Regions from separate parts of the Pan troglodytes genome. Here region 2 is linked to region 1. A link is a contact called in public Hi-C data. All regions are on one chromosome and are shown on one strand. The core of a region is the stretch at or near the end of the contact, and the rest is flanking DNA. Distances in the headings are between cores, read along the strand shown. Region 1 holds the start of OXTR (oxytocin receptor). Region 2 holds the start of RAD18 (RAD18 E3 ubiquitin protein ligase).

Region 1 (3,706 bases), core at 859-3,358:
TCAAGATTACTTGTAACACCTAATGCAATGTCACTCATCACTGCATTTGTGTGCATTCAGTGTTGTAGGTGGCACATGGCAAATTCAATTTTTGCTTTTTGGAACTTTGAGGATTTTTTTTTCCTGAATATTTTCAATCCACGATTGTTTGAATCCACTGAACTCACAGATACAGGGATATAGAGGGTCAACTGTATATATTAAGTGCTGGCAATGTGCTAGGCACCAAGCAATTCATCTTTAGTCCTTCCTCCAAAACGCCAAAGTGATTCCCCTGTACCACTCTCTGAGAAGTATGCCTTTTTTCTTTGCTTCCTAGAGAACTCATTCTGGAGCTCTGAAATCCAGCTACCTCTTTGTAAAACGATCTCCCAAGTATTACCTCAGCCCCCAGCAGTCCTCACTTCTGTAACATCATTTATTGTTGTCACACCGCAAATATTAGGTTGATGCAAAAGTAATTGCAGTTTTTGCCATTATTTTTAATAGCAAAAACCACAATTACTTTTGCACCAACCTAATATGTGTTTTTCTCCCTGGCCGAAGCTCAAAGGTGAAGGAGCATGTCTTATTCATTGTTAGGAGTTTTCGAGGGGACCTCTCTATTTCCTGCCTGGTTTCTGCACACAATGAGAAATAAAACAAAAGACAGGAAATGGGGATCACACTATTACTTTTGTTGTTGTTGTTGTTGTTGTTTAGATTAAGACTAAATTAGAGAATTTACCTTTTGCATGAGACTAAATAGCCCTGTTAGGTGAATCCAGAATTAGGCTGTCTCACGGGCTACGCGAGGACCACACAGGTAGGCAGGCTTCCCTACAAAGGGTAGAAGCGTCTGTCCTTGGTGAAGTGGCTCAGTAAACTTGCTCCCTAGAAAGCAGCTGTCTTCCAGGAGAAAGAAGGGCAGGCTTGGTTCTACAGGCCAGTGTTTTCCTTCTCACATTTACCAGTCAGGGGCTCATAGGGAAAAATCTGCCTTCATCCAGCTGTGGAGTGAGGCAGGGGTGTTTTACCTGCTAGGATTGAACTCTCAGATTGCACAGATTATACAGTTTCGGAAAACCAGAGGGACAGGACCTCAGACATTAGCTATCTTGACCAGTGCTCTCATTTTACATATAAGGAGACTGAGGCCCAAAGAGAAGGGGCTTGCCCAAGGTCACTTCATTCTCACCTGAGTCGTCTGTAACTTTAATCTATAATTTTCGAGGCCGATAGGTACTATTGACTAATATTGATTAATACTGCCTGCCACCCCTTGGCAATGCTGTCAAGATTCCCAGTCCCATTCTGGAATGATTACTCAGCTAGAACCCTGGGATCCAGGTGCTGTAAGGTTGGCCCCTGGGATATCTCGGCATGGGGCTGTAATTGTGGATTAAGGAAACCCAGTCCTTGGCTAACTCAATTCTCTCCACATAATAAAAAGACGGAGAAGTGAAATGTCAGGAGGAAATACACATTTAATGCATTTTAAAGAGCCCTGTTTATTTTTGAGTCCTGGCCTTTTTTTCTGCCTTAATTCTTGGCCACTGTAAATTACTCCAAGAAATGATTTTAGAATAGAGAAGGGGCAGGGAGGCTGAGCAGCTGTCTTTAACATTTTATCTTCCTTTGGCATCATTTAGAATTTTAATTCCGAAGCGCGACAAGGAGGCAGAAACGGCTCTTGGGCGCAGACAAGCAGAATCACTTTAAATGAAGACAGTGTTGTGCTTCAGAATTTCCTCTAAAACTACCGAAAAAATAAAGCCTCTCCCAGCACTGCTTAGAATAGAGGCCATTTCTAATTCCTCATTAACGGGAATAGGAACAAAAGTATTCCAAAGCAAAGACTTATTTGAGTTCACTGCTAAAGCCATTACATCAAGCTGGAGGTGTGGGGGGAGAGAAAAGCCTGAAAATTAACATCATTTTTGGGAAATAATCGGTTTAAATGCTTTTGTAACTTCATCACTATCTACCCGGGGAAAAACATTATTATTCAAGCCTCCTATGTGTCTCAGAGTCAAGAGCTTCTACACCAAGAAAGGAAGAAACGGGCGGGTTATTTACGAGTTCCCTCCCTCTCGCAGTTTTAAACCAGTGCAAAATAAACCCATTTGTTAAGGCTCTGGGACCAACGCTGGGCGAACCAGCTCCGCTCCGGAGGGGTCTGCGCGGCTGGCCTCGCCCGCCCCCTAGCGGACCCGTGCGATAGTGCAGCCTCAGCCCCAGCGCACAGCGCCGCATCCAGACGCTGTCCGCGCGCGCAGCCTGGGAGGCGCTCCTCGCTCGCCTCCTGTACCCATCCAGCGACCAGCCAGGCTGCGGCGAGGGGATTCCAACCGAGGCTCCAGTGAGAGACCTCAGCTTAGCATCACATTAGGTGCAGCCGGCAGGCCATCCCAACTCGGGCCGGGAGCGCACGCGTCACTGAGGCCGTCAGTCGCCGTGCAACTTCCCCGGGGGGAGTCAACTTTAGGTTCACCTGCGGACTCGGTGCAGGTAGCTGGGTGCTAAGCAGGGGTGGACGGGATGGCTAGGGCCGGTGGAGCCATGGGGACCCGAGTGGAGGTGGTGGGGTGCCTCGCACTCCTTGTTCCTGGAGGAGCGCGGGGTGTTCCGAGAGATTGTAAAGTGACTTCTCGGGATTGAGACTCAGAGTCCTTGATTATCTGGGTCCAAAGCGCAAGTCAGGGGTTCCAGAACTTTCGAGGCTGCCGGGCTGGGGAGGAGCCCCGCGGGAGGTGTCTATGCCAGGGTCTGGGAACAGCGCTTGGGCATCTTGGGCTTTGAGGCTGGGGTTCCCCCAGGAGGGACTGCAGAACCGGGTTTCCACCGAATCAGGTGCTGTGGAAGTTCAGGGAGTGACGGCCGACCGTCTTAGAAAAGGGGGTTAGACGGGGAAGGACCAGAGCTGGGGTTTCCCAGGCAAGTGGCTATTTGGGGATTTCCTGAGGAAGTACTTGAATTAATGTTTACTAGGAGAGGGGCTGGTTTGGGGGTCCCGCGGGAGGTGGATATGCTGAGGGTCGGAGCGTGGGGCGAGTAGGTAGTTTGGAGATTCCCTCGGGGAGGTGATTTGGTTTTAGATTCCCACTCCCGGAGGAACGTTGCTGATTTTGACCCTCCCTTCTCCCCCAGTGGAAGCCGCTGAACATCCCAAGGAACTGGCACGCTGGGGGCTCTGGGCTTGTGGCTGGTAGAGGATTCCCGCTCATTTGCAGTGGCTCAGAGGAGGTACCTCCAACGGGGATTTCTGGGGTGGCGGCTGAGCAACCCGAGGCCGGCGGTTGTGCCCCGTTGTTTCAGATGACTTGGGTTCCTGGGAATGGGACAAGCACGCCCTACCCGCGTCGGAAGAGAAACGCGGCGGTCTCCTCACGGCCCTCCCGGTTTGTTTCAGGGTGGACTCAGCAGATCCGTCCGTGGAGTCTCCAGGAGTGGAGCCCCAGGCGCCCCTACACCCTCCGACACGCCGGATCCGGCCCAGCCGCGCCAAGCCGTAAAGGGCTCGAAGGCCGGGGCGCACCGCTGCCGCCAGGGTCATGGAGGGCGCGCTCGCAGCCAACTGGAGCGCCGAGGCAGTCAACGCCAGCGCCGCGCCGCCGGGGGCCGAGGGCAACCGCACCGCCGGACCCCCGCGGCGCAACGAGGCCCTGGCGCGCGTGGAGGTGGCGGTGCTGTGTCTCATCCTGTTCCTGGCGCTGAGCGGGAATGC
Region 2 (3,403 bases), core at 606-3,105, 200 kb before region 1:
CCACTAAACACTAGCCTGCTTTTATTTTACATGGAACATGTTGTTTTTAGTCCTGAATAAGGAAGTACAATCTCTTTATTGATCTAACAGAAGGAGAAGGTCCGTACAAACAGCAGCTTGTTAAGAGGAGAATGGCTCCCAGGGTTAGATAAACACCCAAGACAAATGCCTTTTCCTGAGCTCAAAGTGCGCTTGTGTTCTTGAACTTTCCTTCCTGGGCCTAGAGGTGGGCTTGATGGGATCTATCACCCTGGTGCTGCTGAAGATGGCAGGAAGAGAAATGCTCAGCCTGGGAGGAAAAGATTTATGGGAATGTGGGCTTAGTCGGTGATTCATCCATTCATTCAGCCTCACCCACCAGCTATTGGCAGACACTCAGAGATGAATGGCACTGCATCCTGTCCTGGAGGCTCTCCATAGATAGGGAAATGAATTTTGGCCCCAGGACCAACAAGTACTGCCTGCTTCCAAATCTGTCTCCATGGTTGAATGCAAAAAGTACATTCCTGTCCCTGTCTTATCTCTCTCTCCCTTTCTCCTTACCCATTCTTTCTCTTTTTTCTCATCTCCTCTCTCTTCCTCTCTCACCTTCCCAGCCATTTGTCACCTTAAACCTAATTACCTTGTCCAACTAGTACTGTGAAAAAAACAATTACTGGTTCACTCAGGCCACGGACCTGGTCTTAAATGCTTTTCCTTTGTCTCTCCAAGACCCCACTTCCTCCGCATCCAGAACTATCCCACATTTTCCAGCTCAGCCTGGCAATCATTTGCGTTCATTTGCATGCCGTTCTATGATTGGCTGATACAAAGTGGGGGGCGGGGGTGGACACCGTAAACCTCCATTCCTCATGCATTTAATATAACATGTATGAAAAAAAGTATCTATGTTTATATCTCGTTTAAGAAAAAAATTGTTCAATGATATTTGTTAAAGCACAATAAGGAAGACTTAATCAGGACAATTCAAGTAGGTATAGAGACCGCTGGAACTGTGTCTTGCAATTGGTGAAAACTGGGCTCAACTCTGAATACAACACGGGCAAATGGAAATTTATAGCCAGGAAGCAGGGTGGGGAGCAGTGCATGAAAAATTACTAAGAGGAAACATCAGAGGTAAGAGTAGATTCTTGCTGAAGAGGCCAGGGTGATCAGACATCAACTGGGGGATGGTGGAGGATGAGGAACACATCAGATATCAAGAGTGATCACATATCAAAGGTGGGGATTCTTGGTAACTTGATTTAGCAGGGTTTTTTGCTAAAACTGGATTTTTACAGGAAGTACACAGATTGGCCTAGGAGAAGGTTCAGGAGCCTGACTAAAGTTTGCTCAAGCAAAGAATCTTTGTCAATCTGCATAGGAAATATCTAGAAGGCTATATGCCAAAGTTAATGGTGCTTCTCTCCGAAGAAAAAGAAAAACTGTGTATTAAAATTTTAATATGAATAAAAGCAACAGCTCCCATTTAAAGCCCAGAGGTCCTGTTTGGAATCTGACTCGAAACTCTATCCACTTTTTCGGGCGTAGGCTTCTCTTGTGTAAACTGACAATGTTAACATCTACCTCCCAGTGTTGTAATACAGGAGACATAACTTAATGGATATAAAAACTTCTGTTCAGAGCAAGGACGGATAGTCATTGCGATTAGGGTGGGCCACCCGGAGGGGGTCATGAGCCTAGACCTTGACAGATCTGGCGAGGTCTGGATTTGGTTTGATTCCTGGCTATCTTTTCTTAATATTCAACTGGCTCTACGCTTTTTAACCATTCGCTTTCTTCAAGGTAAGTGCGGCAGAAGCCTGGCGCATGCGCAGTACAAGCCCTTAAGCGGCGCCCCGCCCACATACTACTACAACTTCCGGCAGGCTCCGCGCCCGCCTCTGGCGCGTCGCGGGCTGCTGACGTAATGCGGTAGCGCGGGGAATTTCGAGTGGTGTTGGCGCGCCGGAGGCTAGTGGGTGGCTGACCCCCAGCATCTTCGGGAGCGACCATGGACTCCCTGGCCGAGCCTCGGTGGCCTCCGGGCCTGGCAGTCATGAAGGTGAGTGCTTCGGGGAGGTTGGGAGCTCCCGGGTGTCTGCGGGGGGAGGTCCCTCCCTTTGCGGAGCCTGTCCTCGCCTTAAGGAGAAAGGATGAGGCGCGAGCGTCGCACTGGGCCCGGGTATCCGGCTCTGCCCTGCCACTAGCCGACCGCGTGGCTCTGGGTCTCAGTTTACTCCTCTGATAAGTGACAAGGACAAGCCTGGTGAGCTGAGGTTGGCAGTCTTATGGAACCAGCTATTCTGCGATCCAATCCCAGCAATAACATGGAGAAAAACAGTTATTCCAAACAATGACATTGACAGCTGTTCTTTACTGAAAGCTTACTTTGTGTCAAGCACTAAACAGTGACACCGGACATGATTTTGGGTGGACGCTTTATCAGATAACATGTATGTAATCACGTAGCCAAGCAGGTAGTCTCCTTTACAGGCTCTTTCATTTCTTCTGATTATTCTCAATAAACCTAGTGCTGGTTTGTTCTGACATACTGCCCCAACTCCTCTCTAAGACACCTTCACTCTTCTCTAACAAGTGCTCATGTCTCTTAAACAGAGATCAGGACTCAGGCTCAGCGCTGATCTTGGATTGCATCTAATTATTTCACTTAAATAACATTTATTTTTGTGGCCACTTTCTGTTTTGGCAAGGCATACCAGTTTCCATTTACAGTAGTGGTGGGCCCTGGATTTGCTCAAGAGCAGATGCACTTTGCTGTGCTGGCTAAAGATCAGTTGCTTGGTGTTTCTTCTTGCTCTGTGATTATTTCCGTTTCTCACAGTGGCTAAGATAGCCTTCTTCTCTTCCTCAGTTTTGTAGACTTGGGGATTATAATATCTGTCCCACTGACTCATAAATTTGACTTTAGAATTAAGTGAAGGCTAAAGTAAGTAGAAGGCCTTGTTCTTCCTGCTGTCATCAGTGACGTCTAGAGTGCTTGGGGACTTGAGATATCTGCATGATGAGAAGCTGACATTGTGAAATGATCCAGGAAAGCTGTAGTTTTGGAGTTGTGGGCTTGGCACCAGGATGCAGTGGAGAAGAGCACAGATTTGAGTTCCAGTGGTCCTGGGTGAAATCTCCTCTCTGCCTCTTAACTGTATGACCTTCAGTTAGTAACTTAACCTCTCTGAGCCTGAATTTCTTCAACTATAAATTAGAGACAAAAATAACAGTTCATAGGATTGATTAAATAAATTAGTTGATGTATGTGGGCACAGATTCTGCCGTGTATTCACTGTGCTTACTGCAGTGCCTGACACCAAGTGGGTGCTCAAATATTATTTGCTGCTTGATTGAAAGTATCTGGAATGTAGTAAGCATTCAATGAATATATTTTATTATTATTAGCACTGTGTTA

What was found. A called contact is a pair of places that touch in the nucleus more often than the background predicts.
Region 2: a contact with region 1 is called in a Hi-C map of stem cell-derived neural progenitor cells, with 3 times the contacts expected there. The contact joins the promoter of RAD18 here to the promoter of OXTR in region 1. A contact is called at or near these places in 2 of 7 Hi-C or Micro-C datasets (induced pluripotent stem cells and stem cell-derived neural progenitor cells).

Annotation. Positions count from the first base shown.
Region 1 is chr2:12,804,524-12,808,229 of NHGRI_mPanTro3-v2.0_pri, reverse strand. OXTR (oxytocin receptor) reads left to right here and starts at 2,108. Exons shown (of 4, transcript XM_063805302.1): 1 at 2,108-2,490; 2 at 3,130-3,225; 3 at 3,392-3,706. The coding sequence starts at 3,534.
Region 2 is chr2:13,001,788-13,005,190 of NHGRI_mPanTro3-v2.0_pri, reverse strand. RAD18 (RAD18 E3 ubiquitin protein ligase) reads left to right here and starts at 1,855. Exons shown (of 13, transcript XM_063805301.1): 1 at 1,855-2,044. The coding sequence starts at 1,994.